Linked DNA regions of Mus musculus: all the other regions are linked to region 1. A link is a contact called in public promoter capture Hi-C data. All regions are on one chromosome and are shown on one strand. Each heading gives the region's core, a stretch centred on a gene start, on an enhancer-like site or on the middle of the called end of the contact. The rest is flanking DNA. Distances are from core to core; before and after follow the strand shown. Region 1 holds the start of Zfp458 (zinc finger protein 458). Region 2 holds the start of 9430065F17Rik (RIKEN cDNA 9430065F17 gene). Region 3 holds the start of Zfp738 (zinc finger protein 738).

What was found. Capture Hi-C pulls out chosen DNA fragments and counts their contacts.
Region 2: a promoter capture Hi-C map of liver shows a contact between it and region 1. The contact joins the promoter of 9430065F17Rik here to the promoter of Zfp458 in region 1. A contact is called at or near these places in 1 of 39 promoter capture datasets (erythroid cells), 2 of 484 Hi-C or Micro-C datasets (CD4 T cells and CD8 T cells), 1 of 115 datasets of contacts at active chromatin or transcription factors (bone marrow-derived macrophages) and 3 of 9 other capture datasets (adipose tissue, liver and pancreatic islet).
Region 3: a promoter capture Hi-C map of adipose tissue shows a contact between it and region 1. The contact joins the promoter of Zfp738 here to the promoter of Zfp458 in region 1. A contact is called at or near these places in 1 of 115 datasets of contacts at active chromatin or transcription factors (bone marrow-derived macrophages) and 3 of 9 other capture datasets (adipose tissue, liver and macrophages).

The regions. Positions count from the first base shown.
Region 1 is chr13:67,267,741-67,271,074 of GRCm38.p6, forward strand. Zfp458 (zinc finger protein 458) reads right to left here and starts at 1,328. Exons shown (of 4, transcript NM_001001152.2): 1 at 1,291-1,328. The coding sequence starts at 1,296.
Region 2 is chr13:67,550,984-67,554,494 of GRCm38.p6, forward strand. It overlaps 9430065F17Rik (RIKEN cDNA 9430065F17 gene), which reads left to right and starts at 2,219. Exons shown (of 5, transcript NR_131100.1): 1 at 2,219-2,270; 2 at 2,591-2,646. It overlaps Zfp748 (zinc finger protein 748), which reads right to left and starts at 2,169. Exons shown (of 4, transcript NM_001035231.3): 1 at 2,048-2,169. The coding sequence starts at 2,053.
Region 3 is chr13:67,681,891-67,685,196 of GRCm38.p6, forward strand. Zfp738 (zinc finger protein 738) reads right to left here and starts at 1,622. Exons shown (of 4, transcript NM_001001187.3): 1 at 1,513-1,622. The coding sequence starts at 1,548.

The DNA of each region.
Region 1 (3,334 bases), core at 78-2,577:
GCCTCATGGGGGTGGGGGGGGTGACACCCAAAAAATATAATGAACTCAAAAAGGTAGACACCAACAACCCAAATAGCCAATTTAAAAATGGGTTAAAGAGCTAAGCAGAGAATTCCTCAATAGAGGAATCTTTAATGGCCAAGAAAGACCTTTAAAAGGTCCAACATTCTTAGCCTTCAGGAAAATGCAAACCAAGGTGACTGAGATTCTACTTTACACCCAGCAGAATGGCCAAAATCAAAAACGCAAGCCACAGCACATGCTGGCAAGGATGTGAATCAGGGAGAACACGCCTCCATTGCTGGAGGGAGTGTCAAGTTGCACAACCACTATAGAAATCAATTTGGCAGCTCCTCAGATAATTGGGTATAGTTCTACCTCAAGACCCAGCTATACCACGGTCATATACCCAAAAGATGTTCCACCAAACTACAAGGCACCTTACTCAACTACATTCAGAGCAACTTCATTCATGATATCCAGAATCTGGAAACAATACAGATATCCCTCGATGAACAAATGGATAAAGAAAATGTGGTTCACTTACACAGTGAAATACTGCTCAGCTATTGAAAATAAGGATATCAAGAATTTTTCAGGCAAATGGATGGAACTAGAAAACATCATACTGTAGGCTTAGAAATTTCAAGACTTACTTAATTAGAGTTCTTGAACGCTTCAACTTTCCCTCTAGCCCACGTACCAGAGGTAAGGGGAAAGAAAGGTTAATTATTTGGATTGTGCAAACACGGGTTCATACCAATTCCAAGATTATTCTGTGGCTATACAGCCATGTATTGTGATGATTCAGGTCACAGCGGTGTCTATTAGAAATTCCTATTCAAACGGAGGCGTCCATAAATCTAACAATTCATTCCAAGGGAATAGGAACTAACATTCCACACAACAGTTGCCCTCACAAGACTTTCTGTTCCAGCACACTAGGAAATTTAGGAAGTTCTGTAAATCCCGAGAATCTGACTATAGCCATGTGATCACGGGTCAGCTAGGCAGAGCATGTTCTTCAGCAAAGTTGAGTGCGCTCCCTTCAGCATCTCAGGCACAGGCAGTCAGCAGAACCAGATTGCCCTGGCCATCCTGTTGTTTTCCAACCTTCTCCTCTTCAATCTTGTTCCCGGGGGCAGTGGCCCATCCTAGGTCAGCACAGCATCTCCAGGTCAGCAGCTTCCCCTGTCTCCCAACCAGCCTGAGTCAGCTCCCTCCGCGCCCGACCCGCCACCCTGCACAGTCCCTCTGGATCTGCAGGACGGCGTTGCTCCCTGCACCAACCTCCATGTCAGAGATCCAAGCCCAGTTCTGAGCAGGACAGTCCCCTAACTTTGGGGGAGAAGCGAGGTTTAAGAACGAACCCGGAAGTTCAATACTGACAGCCCCTTCTGGTGATGTCATAATTGTTGGGACTACATTTCCCACAAGTCAGTGCAAAGGACTTCCAGGAACACTCCAAATGGGTTTTGTGCACTGCCTGGGTACCTGCCCTACTGTGAGCAAGTGGAATTAGAAAGAAACAGTCTTCTGCACATGGGCAGCCACAGGGCATTCGGGCTTTTTTGAAGTGCTGTGGTCTCAGCATGCGATGTTAGCCTGTGAGTCGAGCCTTTCTCAGTAATGTTAATCATGCTAGTTATTTCTGCTAAAACGTGATTTTAAAGCTCAAACCTACTTATGAAATCATACTAACACATGGGAAATCATGCTTTCATGGTCTGCTTTACTTAAAAATAAGGAAGCAGGACGGTAATGTAGGACTGTGCATTTCTTTAATGAAACCACGCTTGGTGATCCCGCCTGACATGCAGCATCTCAGGTGCTTAAAACAGAAGAACAGGAAATCAGGCTGGTGAGATGGCTCAGTGGGTAAGAGCACCCGACTGCTCTTCCAAAGGTCTGGAGTTCAAATCCCAGCAACCACATGGTGGCTCACAACCATCTGTAATGAGATCTGACGCCCTCTTCTGGAGTGTCTGAAGACAGCTACAGTGTACTTACATATAATAAATAAATAATAATTAAAAAAAAAAAAAGAAGAAGAACAGGAAATCAAAACTAGTCACCACCGGGTGTTCTCTGAGCACAGGCTTTCCTCCTCCCCATCTCCCAGCAGGAGGTGCAGAGCTCCTGGGATCACACTGGTGAGTCTACTGACTCTTGGTACACTGTGCACTATAGGATTTCCCTTGTTCCCTTTGATGTTCCTTATAGAATTTCCTCTCTCCTGATCACGCCATGATTCATGTTTCAGACGATTTAAATATTTGTTATCTGTCTTGAACTTCCCTCACTTCTAAGCAGAACACTGAGATGATTCCTCCTTGAATACAAAGGTGTTAGAAATATGTCCCTACGATTGTCAAGTGAGCTCAGTGTAGTAAAGAAGCTGCATTGGGACCATGGAGTACTGAGAATGCCCATCTCTTCTTAGGAAGATTTATTGCTGGGCAGTTTGTGTTTGAGACAAAGGTACACACCCATTATAAGGAAGGCTTCATGCTTCCACGATGTATACAGATTGATGAGGAAGCTGTTTCAGTGCAGAGACTATGGGAAGTTCCTATTCAATTCTTGTATTCCAGGCAGTGTGCTAAGCCAGGGATACAGCTCCTCTTAGAGAAACTAGAGTCATCAAGCAGTATTAAACAATACCCCTAATACATTCACCTGGACACTTGATTGGCATGTCTGTTTAGAATGAACTCATGACTAGTCTGTACTCCTGAAGGCTGCAGGGAAGGGCATTGCCAGCAACCATAAGTACTGCTAGGCTTTCAATGTGTGAGTGTACTGACTGAGGGAACTGACTCACCTGAGAGGAGCTGATCTGTGAGGATGAAACCTCAACTGTTCCGCAGTTTCCATTTCCTCCTAGTGAAATTGGTTAATTCAAGAGAAGGAGGTAGGCACAAACTGAACATGCAGACTCTAGAGAAAGCCTCATTCAGCATGGTGTTAGCGGCCCGGGCATACTTACAGAAAGTTTACCATAGTCTGATTCTCAGGCCTTATATGCTTGTTTAGACCATGTTGGAAGTTTTAGCTTTATTGCCTACACTATCATTTTATAGTCACTTAATCCTTTAAGTTTCTCCCATAGAAACATTCTGCATTCAATGTGATGTGTGGCCAAATTCCTTTTAAAAATCTATGCTTACAGTAAGCTAAAGAGATTGTTCAGTAGTTGAGAGTAATTAAATTCTTACAGAGCATGAGTTTGTTTTCTAACATTCACATTGTGGCTCACAAGCACAGTTCTAGAGGACCAGCCCAACTCTTTTGACATCATGAAGCTCATATAGAAGAGAGGAGCACAGGGACA
Region 2 (3,511 bases), core at 969-3,468, 280 kb after region 1:
CTTCATTGAAACCAAACAGTCCTGATTAGCAGGAACTTATGGGAAGTAAAAGCTAGCTGCAAATAGAAGACTGGATTTCCAATTAGCTTCTAGCTACTAGTGACACCATTTTGAACACAGACTACCTATGGATTAAAGAACATGCTGCCTTAAAACCTCAACAAAAGTATGATAAAGTAGCCAACTCATAGGTCTCTGGCCCAGCTCTTCACCCACATGTACCTTACATGCAGCCATCATTAATTCTTGGTTTTAGCCAACACATCTTGACATCTTGCCAACTTGGAACATTGAACATGGTATGGGAGACCATAGGTGTTATTTACTTGCAAACTAATATGCTTTTTAAATATGTATTCCAAGTAAGTAACACATGCTTTAATCTGTTCAAATCTGTACAAATCTAACAGTGATCTTAAATATTCAGTACAATGTTACTACTTGTGCCTAAAGAAATACTAAGCGCAGCCCATCCTGTAAACAGTGGAGGCTCAGATTCTCATCCAACTGATTTGTTTTTATGAAGCCACCTCAAAGAAGATAATAACTGCGTGTCTTTGAAAAAGTCTGCCAAACAATCTGACGCATACTTTTCAACTCAAAATACATCACTTGCATTTGAAAACAACTACCGACAGACTCAAGAACAGAAATCTTTATAAACCAAAAGGAGAAAAATGACAAAAATCCGTGCTTCACATTTTTTATTCCTCCCATCCAAATCTATACAAATACCTTCCGTATCTTCTCTCCATGTTAACCAACAGATGTCACACAGATCACCAGGGGATGGTGAGCATCATCATCGCCATCCTGCAAACTTTCCTATCAGAGTCTTTGTAAGGACGACATGTGTAATACAACAACGTCACTATATGTGAGTTTCTAAAATGAGTAATTCCTTCCCTCATATTTTCACTTGTACAAACAAAAGACTATGTGAGCAGCCCACTGTGAAAAAACTACAGGATCCCGAGTGAACCATAGCTCTTAAAGTCATCTCTTACTCTTTTGACCCAGTATAAAAACTTGGGAGAAACGGTTCCGGACGAACTGTTTAAGGGCACTCGTGGAACACAGATCCCACAACTAGTGACAGTTTTAGACACAGTATGCAGTGGACAACGACGGGAGAAAACCATGGGATCGATCAGAGAGCACTGTAAGCATCCGGTCAGGTAGGCAGGACTATTTCTCTTTCCCAGAGAAACTCAAGCACCTCTGTCCCCTTACAGTCAATCCCTAGACACCCTTGTAGCCTCTAGCCAACTCATCTCCCACAAACTAATGGCATCATAATTCCCAATGGAATTGGATGAGTTATTCTTCTCCAGTACAGTGCAGGATCAGTAATTTCTTGTTTTGCAAAGCTAGAATCTTTTCCTTTAGGGGATCATTCTAGCTCTGCATGGGGGTGTTAGTCTGAGGATTCAGGTCACAGCAGTGATCATTAAGTATTCCTATTTAAAACGGCAGTCCATAAATCTCTGTTCCAATGAAAATGGGATTAACATCCCATGCATCAATCTCTCTCGCAAAACTCTCCGTCCTTGGAAACTAGTAACTCTATGAACTTCTATCAATACAAACTAAAAGTATTAGGCCGGCTATAAAGTACAGGAGGGGCCAGATCTCCACTTGGTCTAGGTGTCCTGAGAAAACTGACAAGCGCGGGGAAGGCGTGGGTCCATAGCCAATCTGAGATGTATGAGTCCACCACCACCACTTCCAGGTACAGGTTACGAGCAGACCCGCCTGTCCGAGCAATCCTGGATTTTCATATTCCCAATTCCTTTCTTACCAATACAGCCTCTATAAGAGACCCAGGCAGCTACTCTGAGCTCACAAGAGCGTTCACTTCCAGCACCAACCGCATGCCCTCTCCCCGGCCCCAGCAGGCTTCCAGACGCTGTGGCCCAGCCTAGGTCAGCAGGGCTCCACCAAGTCTGTTCTTCCCGCCTCCGGGCCACCCCTCCTCCGCCGCCTCCGGGCCGGACCCGCCCTCGGTCCCTCCGACCTGCAGCGGTACGCGACACCCTGGACCAACCTCCATGTCAGCGATGCAAGCCGAGCGCGGAGCAGGACCAGAGAATCGCCCAACTTTGAGAGAAAATGCACTAGTGCAGTCGCAATGCGGAAGTGCCGTTTCCACAATGGCTCCTTGTGAAGCGATCCAACGGAAGACTACACTTCCCACAAGTCTGTGCGACGAGGCGCCAGGAAAACAGGCTGGTGACGTGTGTGTTTCCTGTGTTTCTTCACCTCTGCAGGTGAGGATGGATGGGAACGCGAGCATTTTTTGCACTGGGACAGCCATAGGGAGTCGGGCTGCTTTTAAAATCCCGGGTTCACTACCGGAGATGTTTGAATGTGAGTCGAGCCTTTGACTCTAATGTTTGCTGATTATTTCTGGTCAATCTGTACTGATTTAAAACTCAAAGTCTACTTATTATGAGGTTTATTCCATATGTAAAATTCACGTTGACTCAATTTAACTTTAAAATAAATCAGCAAAAAATTGTATGGAAATGACCACTTTCTGTTAAGATGATTTTACAATCAGCCTATTTGTCACTCCGTGTCTTCGCAGATGCTCAGGAGCTTAAGACAGAAGGATGCCAAATCCAAGGATAACCTGGGCAAAAGGTACAAACTACAAAAAAGGGTTACTGAGCATCTTAGGGGTAAAGTCCCTGCTTGCCTGGGATGAAGAAGGCTTTAGTTATAAATACACCACTACAATAGACAATCTCGTCCTGTAGTTAAATAAAATAACCAGTTTGCCACAGCTGGAAAAAAAGTCTTAGTGTGAACATTGGAATCCATACAGTGTAGTGCACAGGTCAAGGTGCACAGATATGATTTAAAATTATAGAACAAAATTAAAAGCCCAGCTCTCTAGAATTCACTTGTAAAGAACTCAGAGAATCTAACTGGGAACATAGAAATAATGAATGAATGAATAAAGATAGATTGGCACCATTGGGACCTCCTATCTCCTCGTAAATATCTAGTGCTGTACTGGTCATGCCAAAGACCAAAGAACAAACCTTTTTAGAAAGAAGAGTCTGGACTCGTGACGGACAGTGGTTCACAAGGAAGCTAAATCTCAGCTGAGAAGGAAAGTCTTTTTTTTTTTTTTTTTTTTTTAATAAGAAACTTGTGTCCTGCCGGGCAGTGGTGGCGCATGCCTTTTATCCCAGCACTTGGGAGGCAAAGGCAGACAGATTTCTGAGTTGGAGGCCAGCCTGGTCTACACAGTGAGTTCCAGGACAGCCAGGGCTATACAGAGAAACCCTGTCTCGAAAAACCAAAAAAAAAAAAAAAAAAAAAAAAAAAAAAAAAAAAAAAAAGAAAGAAAGAAAGAAAGAAAGAAAGAAAGAAAGAAAGAAACTTACTTGTGTCCTTTTTTATTCTTCCCTGAAATGTTTAAGAAGGAGTTTTAATAACTGGTTGGGGAGGGTGGTTGGAGAGATGGCTCAGCGGTTAAGAGCACTGACTGATCTTCCAG
Region 3 (3,306 bases), core at 372-2,871, 410 kb after region 1:
GATATTAGCTACGAAGATATCCATGATACAATCAACAGACCCAGACACACTAAATAAAAAGGAGGGCCCAATGGAGGATGCTTGATTCTCACTCTTCCTGAGTGTACAATCATGAAACTGATTCCATGTTAGAGTATGGAATTTGGTTTAAACTAAATCTATGTCCTCAGATCATGGCTACTCAAATTGCTCTGTACTAAACTATTCTCTTAACCTTTCAAGAGGAGAACTGTGCATTTTTGAATGATCATAAACATACTATGTGTAAACCATAAGACCGAAAGTATTTTTCTTTCTTTCTTTCTTTCTTTCTTTCTTTCTTTCTTTCTTTCTTTCTTTCTTTCTTTTCTTTCTTTGAGCATTCTTTTGCTGACACACCAGAAGAGAACATCAGATCCAATTATAGATAGTCGGGAGCCACCAAGTGGTTGCTGGGAATTAAACTCAGGACCTTTGGAAGAACAGCCAGATATCTTAACCACTGAGCCATCTCTCCAGTTCTATCTTACAGCTTTTCAAATACAGTTGAAAAACTTGGGAGAATTTTTTCTAAAACTATTAAGAAGGGTGTGTCAGTAAACATGAATGTCACATTAAGGGATAAAGGAAAATTTAAGAGAGTTCAGACAATGCTGATAACATGAACACAAAGAAGAAAAGCAAGTGAAGAGACAACAATGTACAGACTCTGGCAGATTAGAGAGCAATGTACAGATCCTTGCAGATTAGAGTGCAATGTACAGAGCCTGGAAGATGAGCAGAGCCATTTCCCCCTTCCCTTTCAGACTTTCTAGCCCCCCCTGCCATTTCTCATCACACCAAGTCAAGTCTCTCACATCTGAAAAGGAGTCAAAATTTTGGACACAACACATACTCAGAATTGTTGAGGTATTATTGTCTAGTGATTTTTAATCTTTAGTGTAAAATCCTATTTATTTGGATTGTGCAAACACTGGTTCATACCAACTACAAGATTATTTTGTGGTTTTATATCCATGTATTGTCGCATTCAGGTCACAAAGGTGTCTATTAGAAAATCTTATTTGAATCAGGGCATCCGTGAGTCTAACAATTCGTTCCAAAGGAACAGGAACTAACATCCCACACAACAGTTTGCCCTCCCTCACAGGATTCTTGCTCCTTGGACACTAGGAACTTTAGGAAGCTGTTTGAGCACAAACCAGGAGTGGTGTCCAAGACATAACGTATAGAGGGTGCTACATGTCAAGTGCTCTGTATGTCCTGAGAATCTGACTACAGTCACGTGAGAACGGGCCAGCTAGGTAATGATGAGTGCGCTCTTGTCAGCATCTCAGGAACAGGCAGGCAGCTGACCCAGCCTGCCCTTGCCATCCTGTTGTTTTCAGTCTTTTCCCCTTCAAACCCGTGCCCAGGCGCAGCGGCCCAGCCTAGGTCAGCACAGCATCTCCAGGTCAGCAGCTTCTTGCCTCTCAATAAGCCCGAGCCAGCTCCCTCCGTGCCCTACCTGCCACCCTGCACAGCCCCTCAGACCTGAAAGATGGCGCTGCTCCCTGCACCAACCTCCATGTCAGAAATCCAGATGTAGTGCTGAGGACAACTGCATACATTTGAGGAGTGAAGTTTGAAGAAAGACTAAGGAAGCTCGATTCCGAGGGCCCTTTCTGATGACCTCACAAGGGACGGGACTACACTTCCCACAAGTCAGTTGGAAGGACTTACAGGGACCCACAGAAGAGGTCTTGTGCATTGCCTGCCTTGCAGCCCAGCTCTGGGCAGCTGAAGTTAGAAAAAAACAGGCTGCAGCATGTGGGCAGCCACAGGGAAATTGGGCTTTAAAAAAAGTCTTTGGTCACAGCACGCGATGTTAGCCTGTGAGCTGAGTTTCACAGTAATGTTTATCGCATTTCCTTGTTATCTCTTCTAAAACATTGTGAGTTTAAAGCTCGGATCTTTTTTGTTGTTATTGTTGTTTTTGGTTTTTTAAAAAGCACATCTCTACTTATTAGCATCTTACTACGGAGTGGAAAATTAATGCTTTCATGGTTTACTTAAAATATGAAAAAGGAAGATAATGTAAGAGTGGGCATTATCTCTTTAAGATGTTATCGAAACCATCCCAGGTACTTAAGACAGAATTAGAAATCAAAGTGAGTCACCACCAAGTATTTTCTGAGCACTTGCTTTCCTCCTCTGAATCTCTCCCAAGAGGAGGGGCACAGCTCCTAGGATCACAATGGTGTGTGTACTGGCTCTTCAATTTCCCTCTGTGTTTGGTTTGATGTTCTTTATTGATTTTCCTGTCTCCACTGATCCTGTCATCATTCACATTTGATAATACTTGAACATTACTGGTAGCTGCCTTGTACTTCCCTCACTTCTCCTAAGCAGAACACTGAGATCGTTCCTCCTGGAATATAAAGGTATCAGAAATATGTTCATATCACTGTAAAACGAGGTCGATGTATTAAAGAAGTTAGACTGGAAACTTGGAGTATTGAGAATTCCCATCTTTTCGTGGGAAGGTTTATTCCTGTGTAGTTCATGCTTGAGTTAAAGCTACAAATGGCATTACAGAAAAGATTTCATACTTCCCTGAGGCACAATAATTCAAAAGCAAGCTGTTTCAGAGCAGAGACTGTGCGAAATCCCTAAGTAATAAAAGGATTGTCTCTGAATCCTTTGGGTGAGAGCAAGGATTTAAGGTAAACTTCCTTTAAGAAGCATTAGTTAATAAAATACTTTCCACTTAGGAAACAATATACACTGAAAGATTAAAACTCTTGGCTTCAAGTATAGAAGCAGAAACAATAAAAATTTTTCTTACATAAGGTAAAGTTACATTAGCCATACCTAGAGGCAAAATTTTCTAGTGATTACAGTTCACCTGAAGCAAAACTCTTTGAATTTAAGCATTATTTTAAACATCTGAATAGATCTGCAACACTGTTAAAAAGAAATTTTCTTGGACACAGGGAAAAACTTTCTCAGGCACTGTTTGCAAAACACAAGAAGGCCACAAGCCGCTCTGGGGCTGCCCAGAGCCCTGCATTGACTCAAAGGTAAAATACTTTTTTTAATCTGAGCATCTTGGCCCTCCTGTAATAAGGACCAATTCTAGAGGAACAATGTAACCGTCTACGCCTCTAAAGTTTGATACTCTTTCTTAAGATGACTTACAGTTAAAATGTTCTTCACAACTTTAGTGTTGTGAAAAAATTGCCCGTACTGCAGTTTCCTGCCAGGCAGCAACTATAGCCAAAGTGATTGTCTAATCTATTCACAAAGACAAACATAACTAGATAACTCTGTCACAGTTTTGTATGA